Regions from separate parts of the Zea mays genome. Here region 2 is linked to region 1. A link is a contact called in public Hi-C data. All regions are on one chromosome and are shown on one strand. The core of a region is the stretch at or near the end of the contact, and the rest is flanking DNA. Distances in the headings are between cores, read along the strand shown. Region 1 holds the start of LOC100273299. Region 2 has its middle 110 kb from the start of LOC103637673.

Region 1 (5,827 bases), core at 1,576-4,075:
TTAAATTCATGGTGGGATTATATCCCATGTAACCGAACAAGGCCTAATCGGGTAATTCAGGTACGGATATATCGGATCTAGGTTCGGGTAGTTCGGATTTGGGTAACGAGTAACAGGATTTCTGCCCAGGCCTAGTTGCCGGCGGCGGTAGGATTGGTGTCGCGTACGCCGGCAGAAGCGATAGAGCCGGCGGAGGTGACGCGGGCGGTGGTTGGGAAGGAAACGCCACACGCGCCATGAAGGCCTCAATGGTCGCCACAGAGTGCGTGAGGGTGGCGGAGTTGGCGTTGATGGAGGTGAGACTAGACACCGTGGCCTCAATGATCGCAAGGAACGAGGGCAGTGACTAGATACCGTGGCCACCACACGTGATAAAGGAAGAAGGTGCTACAGTACTCGCGCTATAGTGCTGCAAGTATTGTTCACGCATTTAGGGCTGCAAGAAAAGGAGAAAGACGGGGTGGCGGGCTGGCGGCTAGGTCTCCCAGCTCACTGAGGGAAGATGACAACAAATAATTTGCTTCTACTTAATTTCCAGAAAAAAAAACCCTTTAGAAGTATTTATAGTTCATAAGAGATCTAATCCTGAAACAGAAAGGACTCTAAGCCTTATCGAACTAGAGATCTCATCTAATTTTGTCCTTATCCAATGACAGTAACAAACTCTCCTCTTATCTAGTAAGAGTAGCTAATTCTTATCATATCTATCTAATCTAAGGATCTTATCTATAGATCTAATCTATACTACTTTATTAAGAACCTAATGTGGGTATCTCGTGCTACTATGACTTTACTCTCCACGCTGACACTCAGGGCCCGCCGCACGTGCCCCCACGTGTCCCATCTCAATGTCTGCCCAACACCCGATCCCACCGTGCAGCTACCACACTGAGCAAAAATATTGAAGAGTGAGCACTCGAACCCGCGCCTTCTACTATAGAAATTTGAGGCTAACCACAAGACCACACATACCTAAGTATCTTAGTGTTTAGAAATAAACAATAATTATATTTGAATAAATATCTCAATACATATTTATATGATATATAACAACTATAGCAAAGTCCGGGTAACTAGATAGTTTAATCTGAAATACTAATTCAATCTAATCTGAAATAGTAATCTGATCCGAAGCACTATAGACTAGGCTAACTAGAGATATCATCTAATTTTGTCCTTATCCAATAACAGTAACTAACTCTCCTCTTATCTAGTAAGAGTAGCTAACTTTTATCTAACTAATCTGAAGTTCTTAACTATAGATCCAATCTAATTTGAAATAGTAATCTGATCAGGAGTACTATAGACTAGGCTTATAGCCTTCGTCTCTGTACTCCAGGCATAACAATAGCATTACAGTTTACTCACAACACAGGATGAACCTCAGTGAAATATAGAGATTCCATATGCTTGCTCACCGAATACCTCGAATGCAGCGTTAAACTAATCTAGCAATTGGACGGTCATAACAAGAGTCTAGCGAAGCGATCAAACTCAACAATAAAATTGACAACGAGTAGATGCCATTTGAACAAGCTGAAGTGTTTCAACGTAACAGCAGCAGCTCATCATAAGCTCATAACACAAGTCGTTCACTGATTAAAACTGAGACCACCTAATTTCTAATTCAAACCTCGCCCTTCCCCCCTTATCCATATCCATATCCCTACACCTACATCACCATCCATACACAATAGTAAGATTATATTGCTACTGACACAAAGTTAACAATACTAGCATGAACAGCAGTCAACGCAGAGCGAGGAAGGATGCACACAAGGTTGACAGAGCAGAACTAGAGCAACCGGGCTACATGGATTGATCAGTCCTCTTCCATTGCGGCAGAGGAAGGGGAGACCCTGGCCTTCTTGTGCTGCTGCTGCTGCTGCTGCTTACCCAGGAAGGCCTCGAGGAAGAGCTGTTGGGCGTCGAGCATCGTCTGGGTGCGCTTCATCTCTGACTCCATTCGTTCCTTCTCCATCTGAAGCGACAGCTCGAGCCTGCGCTCCTCCATACGAAGGAACCCCTCCCCGACGGACCGCAGTGCGGCAGCCACCTCGGCCATCGCCTCTGACTCGGCGTCGTCCTCGCCGCCGCTCCTCTCCGGCTTCACAGCTGCCGCCGCGGCGGGCTTCGTGCGGCAGGCCTTAGGGATGGTGAAGCGCAGCCCGCTCCCGGCCCCGCCGTTGGAGATGAGCCCGTGCAGGCTCCTGCTCCGCACAGCCTCCTCGGAGGAGGAAGGGGAGGACACAGGGGAAGGCGGGGATGCCGGCGGGGCAGGGCCCTTGGTCTTGATCTTGACGATGGCGTTAGGGCTAGGGTCCGGCACGCCGCCGCCGGCGAGGTCGTGGAGGAGCGGGAAGAACGGCCACTTGGGCCCCTTGGACCGCCCCGCGGATCGCGACCGCTCAGCGCGGTATCGCTTTCGAAGCTTCTCGATCTTGTGGCGGCACTGCACGCCGGACTTATGCGTGGCGGTGGGGAACCGACCGCAGCGAGCGGTGACGGCGTTGGCCACGTCGTCCCAGTCAGCCGCGCGCAGGTTGCCCTTCCTCAGCGCCTCCCACCTGTCGCGGTACGCCTCGATGAGCGCGAGGGTCTCCTCGTGCGTCCAGCACGGCGGCGGCAGCCTCCGGCCGGAGCCCCCGCCCCCGAGCCCTATTCCTCCCCCCGAGGAGGCCGCTGCCGCGGCCGCAGCAGCCGCCGCGGCGACGTGCGCGGACAGGGGGGGCAGGTCGGGAGATGAGACGACGTCGTCCCTGGCCGCATCGGAGGTCGAGGAAGACATGGCCGATCAGCTGCGGCGGCGAAGGGAGGCGGCTAGGGTTTGGTGGTGGTGGTGGTGGTGGAGATGGGGAACGGAGGCGGAGGTGGGGAACCGGTCATATAAGGAGCAGGAGGCGAGGCGGTGCGGTGGTGGGCCGCGGGCATGGGCCGCGCCCGCGGTGAAATGACCGGCTACGGAGGGCATCGCCCACCGGTGCGGCCGCGTGGGCGGGCGGAGCGGTGCGGTGGTTTTGCGGGGTTTGTCGCAGAGCCGCGTACTCGCGGCCGATGGACGAGGCCTGGCCTGAGGGCACGAGCCTATGAGGAAAGGAGGCGCGATTGAAACGGCACGAGGCCACGGGAGTACGGCGCCGCACCCAGCGGAGCCCGTGCCGTGGTGGGCGCGGCGCGCGAGCGCCCGCCTCCGCTGCTCCGCAGCCGCGCGGCCTGGCCGTGTTGTGCCCGTGGGGCGTGTGGGAACTTGGATGGGGATGGATAATTCAGCGGTTGGGTGGGTGGCGAGTGGCGGCCGCCCTGCCTTTTTCCTCCTCGGTTCCGCGCGGCCTAGACCTGATATTTTCATTCGCGAGATCCAGCCGCAGGGCGCTGTTCAGTTTGCGGAAGTGCGTGACGGGGCGGCCAAAAGTCAAGAGATGTTTGTTCAAGGACTAAACTGTAGCCTATGTTACATCAAATATTTGGAAGTCAAATACGAGTATTAAAAATAGTCTACTTATAAAATTAATTATATAGATAAAAACTAAATAATGCAATTTTTTTGTCATAACTAATCTATAATTAGTAAATATTTACGGTTGTATCACATGAGTGAATTATGGACTAATTAGTTTTAATAGATTGGTCTTGTTGTTTAGTCTTTATCTGTATAGTCGGTTTTATAATCAAATTGTATTTAATATTTATAACTAACATTTAAGCATGTGACATGGACTAAAATTTAAAAACACCAAACAAGGCCTTAATATTCTCAATGGCCTATCTCCTGGGCAAAGTGTATAATTGTTAGCTCTTCATTATTAATATAGTAACCCTACTTATCTCTCTTATAATTTTTTGGTTCTTATAGCTAAGTTGTATATAGGTTTATAACACACTTCTCTCTCCTTCACATGAACATTTAGCCTACTTACAACCTCGTATTATACTTGCTCTAAGGTTGTCTCCAAGGGTCACTTGTAAACAACCTCTAATGGTATATAGAGAAGCACAATTCTCCGATAAAAAACAATCTTCGTATATATATTGTATTTTCATTCGCGAGATCCAGCCGCAGGGCGCTGTTCAGTTTGCGGAAGTGCGCGTGACGGGGCGGCCAAAAGTCAAGAGATGTTTGTTCAAGGACTAAACTGTAGCCTATGTTACATCAAATATTTGGAAGTCAAATACGAGTATTAAAAATAGTCTACTTATAAAATTAATTATATAGATAAAAACTAAATAATGATACATTTTTTTGTCATAACTAATCTATAATTAGTAAATGTTTACGGTAGTATCACATGAGTGAATCATGCATTAATTAGTTTTAATAGATTGGTCTTGTTGTTTAGTCCTCGTCTGTATAGTCAGTTTTATAATTAAATTGTATTTAATATTTCTAACTAACATCTAAGCATGTGACATGGACTAAAATTTAAAAAAGAGAACCAAACAAGGCCTTAATATTCTCAATGGCCTATCTCCTTGGCCAAGTGTATAATTGTTAGCTTTTCATTATTAATATAGTGACCCTACTTATCTCTCTTATAATTTTTTGGTTCTTATATCTAAGTTGTATATAGGTTTATAACACACTTCTCTCTCCTTCACATGAACATTTAGCCTACTTACAACCTCATATTATACTTGCTCTAAGGTTGTCTCCAAGGGTCACTTGTAAACAACCTCTAATGGTATATAGAAAAGCACAATTCTCCTATAAAAAACAATCTTCGTGTGTGTGTGTGTATATATATATATATATATATATATATTGTATATTACGAGCCCTGGCTTCGATAACTAGAGGAAGCTCATGTCAGACGGTGCAATCCGGTCGAGCTGGACCAGGTCCGGGCTGCAATAAAAACACCCACACGCCGTCAGGGATTAGGTTTTAGCGGGGGCGGCGGTTCCCTCGGGCGTGCGAGCGACGGCGATCCTGGGGGCCAGCGACGGTGTCGCCCCGAGGCGGGCGAGCGACGACAACGCTCCACCAGGAACGGGCGACGGCGACGCTCCCGAGGCTGGCGGGCAAGCGGTGACGGCGCTCCCAAAGCGGACTGGCGGCAGCGGCGCACCCTAGGCTCGGTGGCAACGGCGGTTGTGCGAGGCGCGATAGGCATTGGTATTTGCGTGCAGTCCCTCAGACATGCCGAGCATACCGAGGGAAGTCGCCGAACACTCCTTGGACATCCGAGCCCACTTCAGGCCGGTGAGGCAGCACCTGCGTTGATTCAACGAGGAAAAGCGCAGGATCATCGGGGATGAGATCCACAAGCTCTTGGCGGTCGGATTCATCAAGGAGGTGTTCTTTCTTGCCTCGATTAGCGGTTAGAACAAGATGAACAATTATCGAAGTATAAAACTAAGTACTTTGCTTGCAAAAGTATTGCTTTCAAAGAATGCAGAATTAATACAAAGCAACATGAGTAGCTCTTTCTTGCTTGATCTCTCTTTTGTGGCACTTGTGAGGCTTGGATGTGTATAGAAGTGTTGCTCTAGTAGATAGGAGTGAATCCCCAACTCTTGTGCATAGTGTAGATCAATGAATCATGTGAATGGGCTGGTTGGGGTGGCTTTTATAGCCCTCAACCACCCATGTAGCTGTTGAGGCGCATCTACCAGAAACTGCACTTAGCGGACGGTCCGCGGCTAGGGCCCGAACGGTCTGCGACCCTCCAACGGTCGATTCTGACATATTCAACGGATACGCCTGGTAGATCAACGGCTATCTGCCTCGGTGACACCACGCCGACGGTCCGCCCTTGGTCTCGGACGGTTCGCGTCAGCTCTAGAATTCTGTTTGCTCAACTTGTCACCTTCGGGCTGAACCAGGTCT
Region 2 (5,824 bases), core at 1,949-4,448, 430 kb before region 1:
CAAGCCGAATCCCGCTATAACTTTGGAAAAGGTCAAGGTTTAGCGAGGAGAAAAGGGAAAAGGAACGGGTAACACCCGAATTTGGTGAGAGAAAAGAAGAAAAAAAATCTACCCCCAAATTCAGGGCGTTACAATACTGCGGCCTCTGTTGCTGACTTCCCCTGTCGTCATTCTGAGTAGAGTGGATAGATCTGACGTGCCTAGGGTGGATTCTCCCTCCGAAGCCCCTGGTCATTTCGGAGAACCTGTAAGCTTCCTCCCTTCTTTGTCGAAAGTTATTATCTGCTCGGATATATTCATCCATCTTCTGAAGCAGTTTCTCCAGGGTCTGAGGGGGTTTCCTGGCGAAGTATTGGGCTGTAGGTCCTGGCCGAAGCCCCTTAATCATGGCCTCAATAACAATTTCATTGGGCACCGTTGGCGTTTGTGCCCTCAGTCGTAAGAACCTTCGGACATACGCCTGAAGGTATTCTTCGTGATCCTGAGTGCACTGGAACAAAGCTTGAGCAGTGACCGGCTTTGTCTGAAACCCTTGGAAGCTGGTGATGAGCATGTCCTTCAGCTTTTGCCACGATGTAATTGTTCCTGGCCGAAGAGAAGAGTACCAGGTTTGTGCAACATTTTTGACTGCCATGACGAAGGATTTCGCCATGACTACAGTATTGCCACCATATGAAGATATGGTTGCTTCGTAGCTCATCAGAAATTGCTTCGGATCTGAGTGTCCATCATACATTGGGAGCTGGGGTGGTTCGTAAGACGGGGGCCAAGGTGTAGCCTGCAGTTCTGCTGACAGAGGAGAAGCATCATCGAAAGCAAAATTTCCATGATGGAAATCCTCATACCAGTCATCCTCGTTGACGAAGCCCTCTTGATGAAGCTCTCTGTACTGGGGCCTTCGATTCTGCTCATCTTGCGTGAGATGACGAACTTCTTCAGAGGCTTCGTCTATCTGCCTTTGTAAGTCAGCTAGCCGGGCCATCTTTTCCTTCTTCCTTTGCACTTGCTGATGCAGCATCTCCATATTCCTGATTTCTTGGTCCAAGTCGTCCTCCTGAGGCGTTGGACTGGTGGTCTTCCTCTTCTGGCTTCGGGCCTCCCGAAGAGAAAGGGTCTCCTGGTTCGGGTCCAGCGGCTGCAGAGCGGCAGCCCCTGCTGCTGAAGCTTTCTTTGGCGGCATGACGAAAGTCGATGCTTGCCGAAGGTGGTCGAAAAGGGTTCACCGGAGGTGGGCGCCAATGTTGGGGACTTGTTCTCAAATGCTATGAGTTAAGAACAAGGCAACACAAAACGTTAATGGTTAAAGTCCTTCGTCCTTCGGAGCATTATTTGCCCTTAGGATATAACGACTCTTGGACGAAAGTTACAAAGAACATACCTTCGTAAGCACAACATATAAAAATAAAGAGGGATTCGTATGAAGTATAATAAACAACATGAACAATTAAATATGTTGTTATTATTGAATTATTTTTATCTTATTATTATGAATGAATAGAAATGATAATTTATTACAAGTGTACCTTCGGCTTGAAGGAAGATAAAGAGTACAAGTGTGACGCAAAAGCAAAATGTCAAGCCCGTGTCCAGTGCGGGAGCACTGTTCATCTATTTATAGGCACGGGTCGCAGCCCATGTAAAATTACATCCAGGCTCTTTGCATTTGCTAATAATTCTATAGTAATTCATCGAGGTCTAGATAGTCTTTTCCCTTTTAAGTCGGTTTTCTTTTTCCTATCATCATGCCGAAGCTCCCTTGCGCACAGCTTCGGCTCTGTTCCATCATTCGTTTCCCTTGTGCTTCTTCATACTGTGATTTTGACTCAAGTCCGAAGAGTTCAAGTCCGAAAGTACCTGCTCATGTATTATACTCCAGAAACATTGTTAAATCATGTTTTTAGGACCTTCGGAAGCCGAAGGCCCCCAACAGGACTCTTTATTTCTGTCTCTCTATTGGACTCTTCATTTATCTTTCTGTAAATATTACACTCTATGTATAACACCTCACTCCAACTGACTATCTATCTAGTTTGACTAGTCGGAGCGGCTAGCCAAGTTTGGTGTGTGAGGGAGCCAATTTGTAGAGTTGGATAGCTTAACGAGCTATATAGCTAGTCTGCTGTAGAGTTATTTTGCTGTTGAGTAGTTAAAATTTAGCTTAACGATCCGTTGAGTTAGTTTCTTGGATATGACCTAAGGATATACTGGTATTTCTACTATATTGACATACCTGATTGAAGCCGCCGATGGAACGATGCCAACGTCAACGTCTGAGCATCTAGTAGCAATTCGTTGGGTCTCCCTAAAAGAAATAAAGAAGCAACTCCTTGGAGCGCGACCTGTCTTCGCCCGGCTCCTCGTGCTTGGAGCGAGCTACTGTGTGATATGCGGTGCGAACCTGGTGGGCGGGCCGGCGTGCGCACGCCGTCCAGGGTGAGTGTTGTGTCGTTGTGGTGCCTCCGTCCGATCGAGCGGTGCCGGCGCGCATGTGCTTTCGCTGAACTGCTCTCGTTTCCCTTTCCTCCCCCCAGTCAGGTGCTTGCTGCTTTTATGCTATACTAGAACACAGGGCCTTTGACGTTGTTGTACTATATGGCACGGCAAAGGGCCTCGAAGAAGTAACCCCCGGTTGGTGCTGTGGCCTCCCCGTCGCCGCATGGCTGGTATAGATGCAGGACCAGCACGATCTGCATACATGGATGTGGAATACGGTGGACCGTACGTGACTCCGGCTACTACACGATGGGCAGGCGTATATACAGATAAGAGTCCCCTAGAAGCGCGCGCGCACCGATCCACGATCGAGACGAAGCCCACCGCAACTCGGTCGGTTGCGTACGGCACCGCGCAGGGTTTTATTATTAGTAAGTATAGGTGCTGTGCAGTGGTGTACGACACGCAAAGCATGCAAAACACCCACACAGAGGAAAAGGAAGGGGGATCCCCGCACCGATCCGGCATCGTCGTCGCCGTCTTCCGCACGTCGTGGCACGGCTGATGAGAGACAGTGGGTGCGCGCTGGGCTCGACGCTTCAGACGACGACGACGGCAAGATCTAGCTCCGCTGGACGACCGATGCAGTGCACTGCACTAGCGCACTGGGAGGGTGGGAGGGGGCTTGGAATCCTAGCTGACAGACAGACAGGTGTCTGCCTGCCGCGTGCCGCGTGCGTGATCGACACGGCCACACCCCACCTGCCTGCCACTGCCACCGTCACCCGGCCGGCCGGCCGGATGGTTGACGGGGTGGGCCCTCATCAGGTCTCGGGTGTGATCCTTTAATTTGCTGTGAATCTAGATAGACGACGTGACGTGACGACCATCCACGCCACGCGGCCCCGCCCGCCGCTTCTTGTGATTGTGCACGAGCACGACGCCTAGCTAGGCTGGGTTGATGAGATCCAAATCCAATCCAAGAGCGGCTCAAAGCACGCCACGACGACAAGCCGCGGCGCGCCGTGAGGCGTCGTGTCAACAACAAGCGGCGTGACGACCCAAGCCCATGGACCTTGTTTCGTTTGTTTCTGCCGCCCAACCAACGCAAAGTCGGCAATCCTGTAAAAAGCTCTCGCCTACAGCAAACCGAGATTGCTTCGCACCCGGCTAATTTAACCAGGAGCGGCCTTTCTTGGCAGTTTACGTACCACACGTACGCATGTTGCGTAGTACTACTACACAGTGTTCTCGCCCAGGCGCGATGCGAGGGAGGCACATCAGTAAAAAAAAACCGTCACATTTAATGGCCACGATCCAGACCGATCCCGCCCCGGCCGGCCCCTTTTTATTACCGACCACCGTACCCTGGCTGAACGAAATCCCAGGCCGAATTTTAATGCGCAGTGCGCAGCACGAGGATGAAGATCGATGTTGCTGGTTGGAGGCAATTCATTTCATCACCACTGCCTGCCTCTGCCTCCTCATCATCCACCCCTTCAGCCTTGAGCTCGGTCGGTTCGCATCGCACTAGGAGCCGGTTAGATTAGGAAAATGTCCTGGTTGATGGTGGTGAAAGTGAAAACGCACCGGTGACAGAAGCACTCACGTCAAAAAAAAAAAATACATCCTGCCAGGTGAAGAGAAGGCGCAGTCTGCTGTCTGCGTGGGCAAGCTCGGGAACGCCTGAAAACTACTGATACCAAACTCCAATCCTCCGCCCCCCGCAAGCCAGAGAATCGAATGCGTGCGTGCACCGAGAGGGGGGCGATGCTACCTCTTTCTCCACGCAGAGAGGTTCCAGCTGCAGCAGCTGGGCTACAACTACAACAACCTACAAGCGCGCATCTTTCCAGCCAGGCAGGCAGACGATGCTGCGACTCTGCGAGGGGTTAAGTATATATGTCCATAAAGCACGTGGCCCGTTAGCCCGGCACGAAGCACGATTTATTAGCCCGGCACGAGCCCGACACGGCACGAGGTGAAGCGGGCCCGGGCTTAGCCCGGCCCGTAGAGCGTGCCGGGCTCGACAGGAACTTGAGCCCGTTGGGCTAGCCCGAGCACGGCCCGTTATAAGCCGGGCCTATAAACCGGCCCGTTCACACAGCAGCTACGTAATAAAAATCTGGGCTGCTTCTACCTGTATCCTCACATTCTAAATGGCCCAGCCCAAATAGCGCACGGGCGCACGGCACACCGCATGGACGCATCCGCCGATCCGCGCATACGGCCTTATTTAGTGTGAGCGAACCCGTCGCCGTGTGAGTGAAACCCTAACCCTAACGCTCTCTCACTCCCTCGTCCTCTCCTCTCCGTGCGGCGGCTCCCAGATCCGGCTCTCGGTCTCTGGCGGCGGCGTTCGTCTCCGTGCTCGGCAGCGGCGTTCGTCTCCGTGCTCGGCAGCGGCGTTCCTCTCCCGCTCTCCGTGCTTGGCTGCCTCCGTTGCTCCTCCGATGCTCTTGGTCCCGTGCGCGTCCGGTGCTCTCGGTACGGTGCGCGAGCGCGCGGCTGCCTCGATCCGGTGCTCGGTGCTCCCACCTCCCTGCTCCGGTCCTCCATAGCTCCGGTGCTCGGTGCTCCCACCTCCCTGCTCCCTCCCACCGGCGCGGCGCACTCCGGTACTCCCTCCTCCATAGCTCCGGTGCTCGGTGCTCCCACCTCCCTCCTCCCTCCCACCGGCGCGGCGCACTCCGGTACTCCCTCCTCCATAGCTCCGGTGCTCGGTGCTCCCACCTCCCTGTTCCCTCCCACCGGCGCGGCGCATCCGGTGCTCACTCCTCGAGAGCTCCGGTGCTCCCAAGTCCAACCTCCCTGGTCCCTCCTACCGGCGCGGCCGCGCGGCGCATCCCGTGCTTCGACAGCTCCGGTGCTCCCACCTCCCTGCTACCTCCGACAGCATCTGGTGCTCCCACCTCCCTGCTACCTTCGACAGCATCTGGTGCTCCCTTCTCCAGAGCTCAGGTACTATCAGTGAATACCTCAATGTATATTCAATGATCTAGATCTTCATTTAGTGAATATTTAGTGAATCTGTTTACTCAATATATGACTGCATATTAGAGTTGTGTTTGACTGCATATTTATTGAATCTGTTTACTCAATCTATGACTGCATATGAGTTGTTTATATGGTCTGTTTGACCGCATATTTATTGAATCTGTTTGACTGCCTATTTATTGAATCTATGACTGCATATGAGCTGTTTATATGGTAGAGATGCTACTTTGCATGAAAGATTGAGAACTAGGAGAAGCTAGAGGCCAACACTGTACACAGGACGAAGACCTTGAACAAGCATTTGAAGGACTTTATCTTGATGACCCTTAGGGCCCTACACTTTGTAATCTCCTACTATTCTTCCTATTCCTACTCTATTCTAGTGATCTGGACA

Evidence for each region. A called contact is a pair of places that touch in the nucleus more often than the background predicts.
Region 2: a contact with region 1 is called in a Hi-C map of ear, with 1.9 times the contacts expected there. The contact joins the enhancer-like site here to the promoter of LOC100273299 in region 1. A contact is called at or near these places in 3 of 25 Hi-C or Micro-C datasets (bundle sheath, ear and endosperm).

Annotation. Positions count from the first base shown.
Region 1 is chr1:96,226,085-96,231,911 of Zm-B73-REFERENCE-NAM-5.0, reverse strand. LOC100273299 reads right to left here and starts at 2,825. Exons shown (of 1, transcript NM_001147740.1): 1 at 1,504-2,825. The coding sequence starts at 2,788. The coding sequence ends at 1,823.
Region 2 is chr1:96,654,770-96,660,593 of Zm-B73-REFERENCE-NAM-5.0, reverse strand. No RefSeq gene overlaps it. Among protein-coding and RNA genes, the nearest start is that of LOC103637673, 110 kb to the right of the region's middle. Within about 2 kb of position 3,198, at least 18 of the 20 cell types and tissues checked have an H3K27ac peak or open chromatin away from gene starts, as enhancers often do. A contact at or near this core is called in bundle sheath, ear and endosperm, where this site is marked.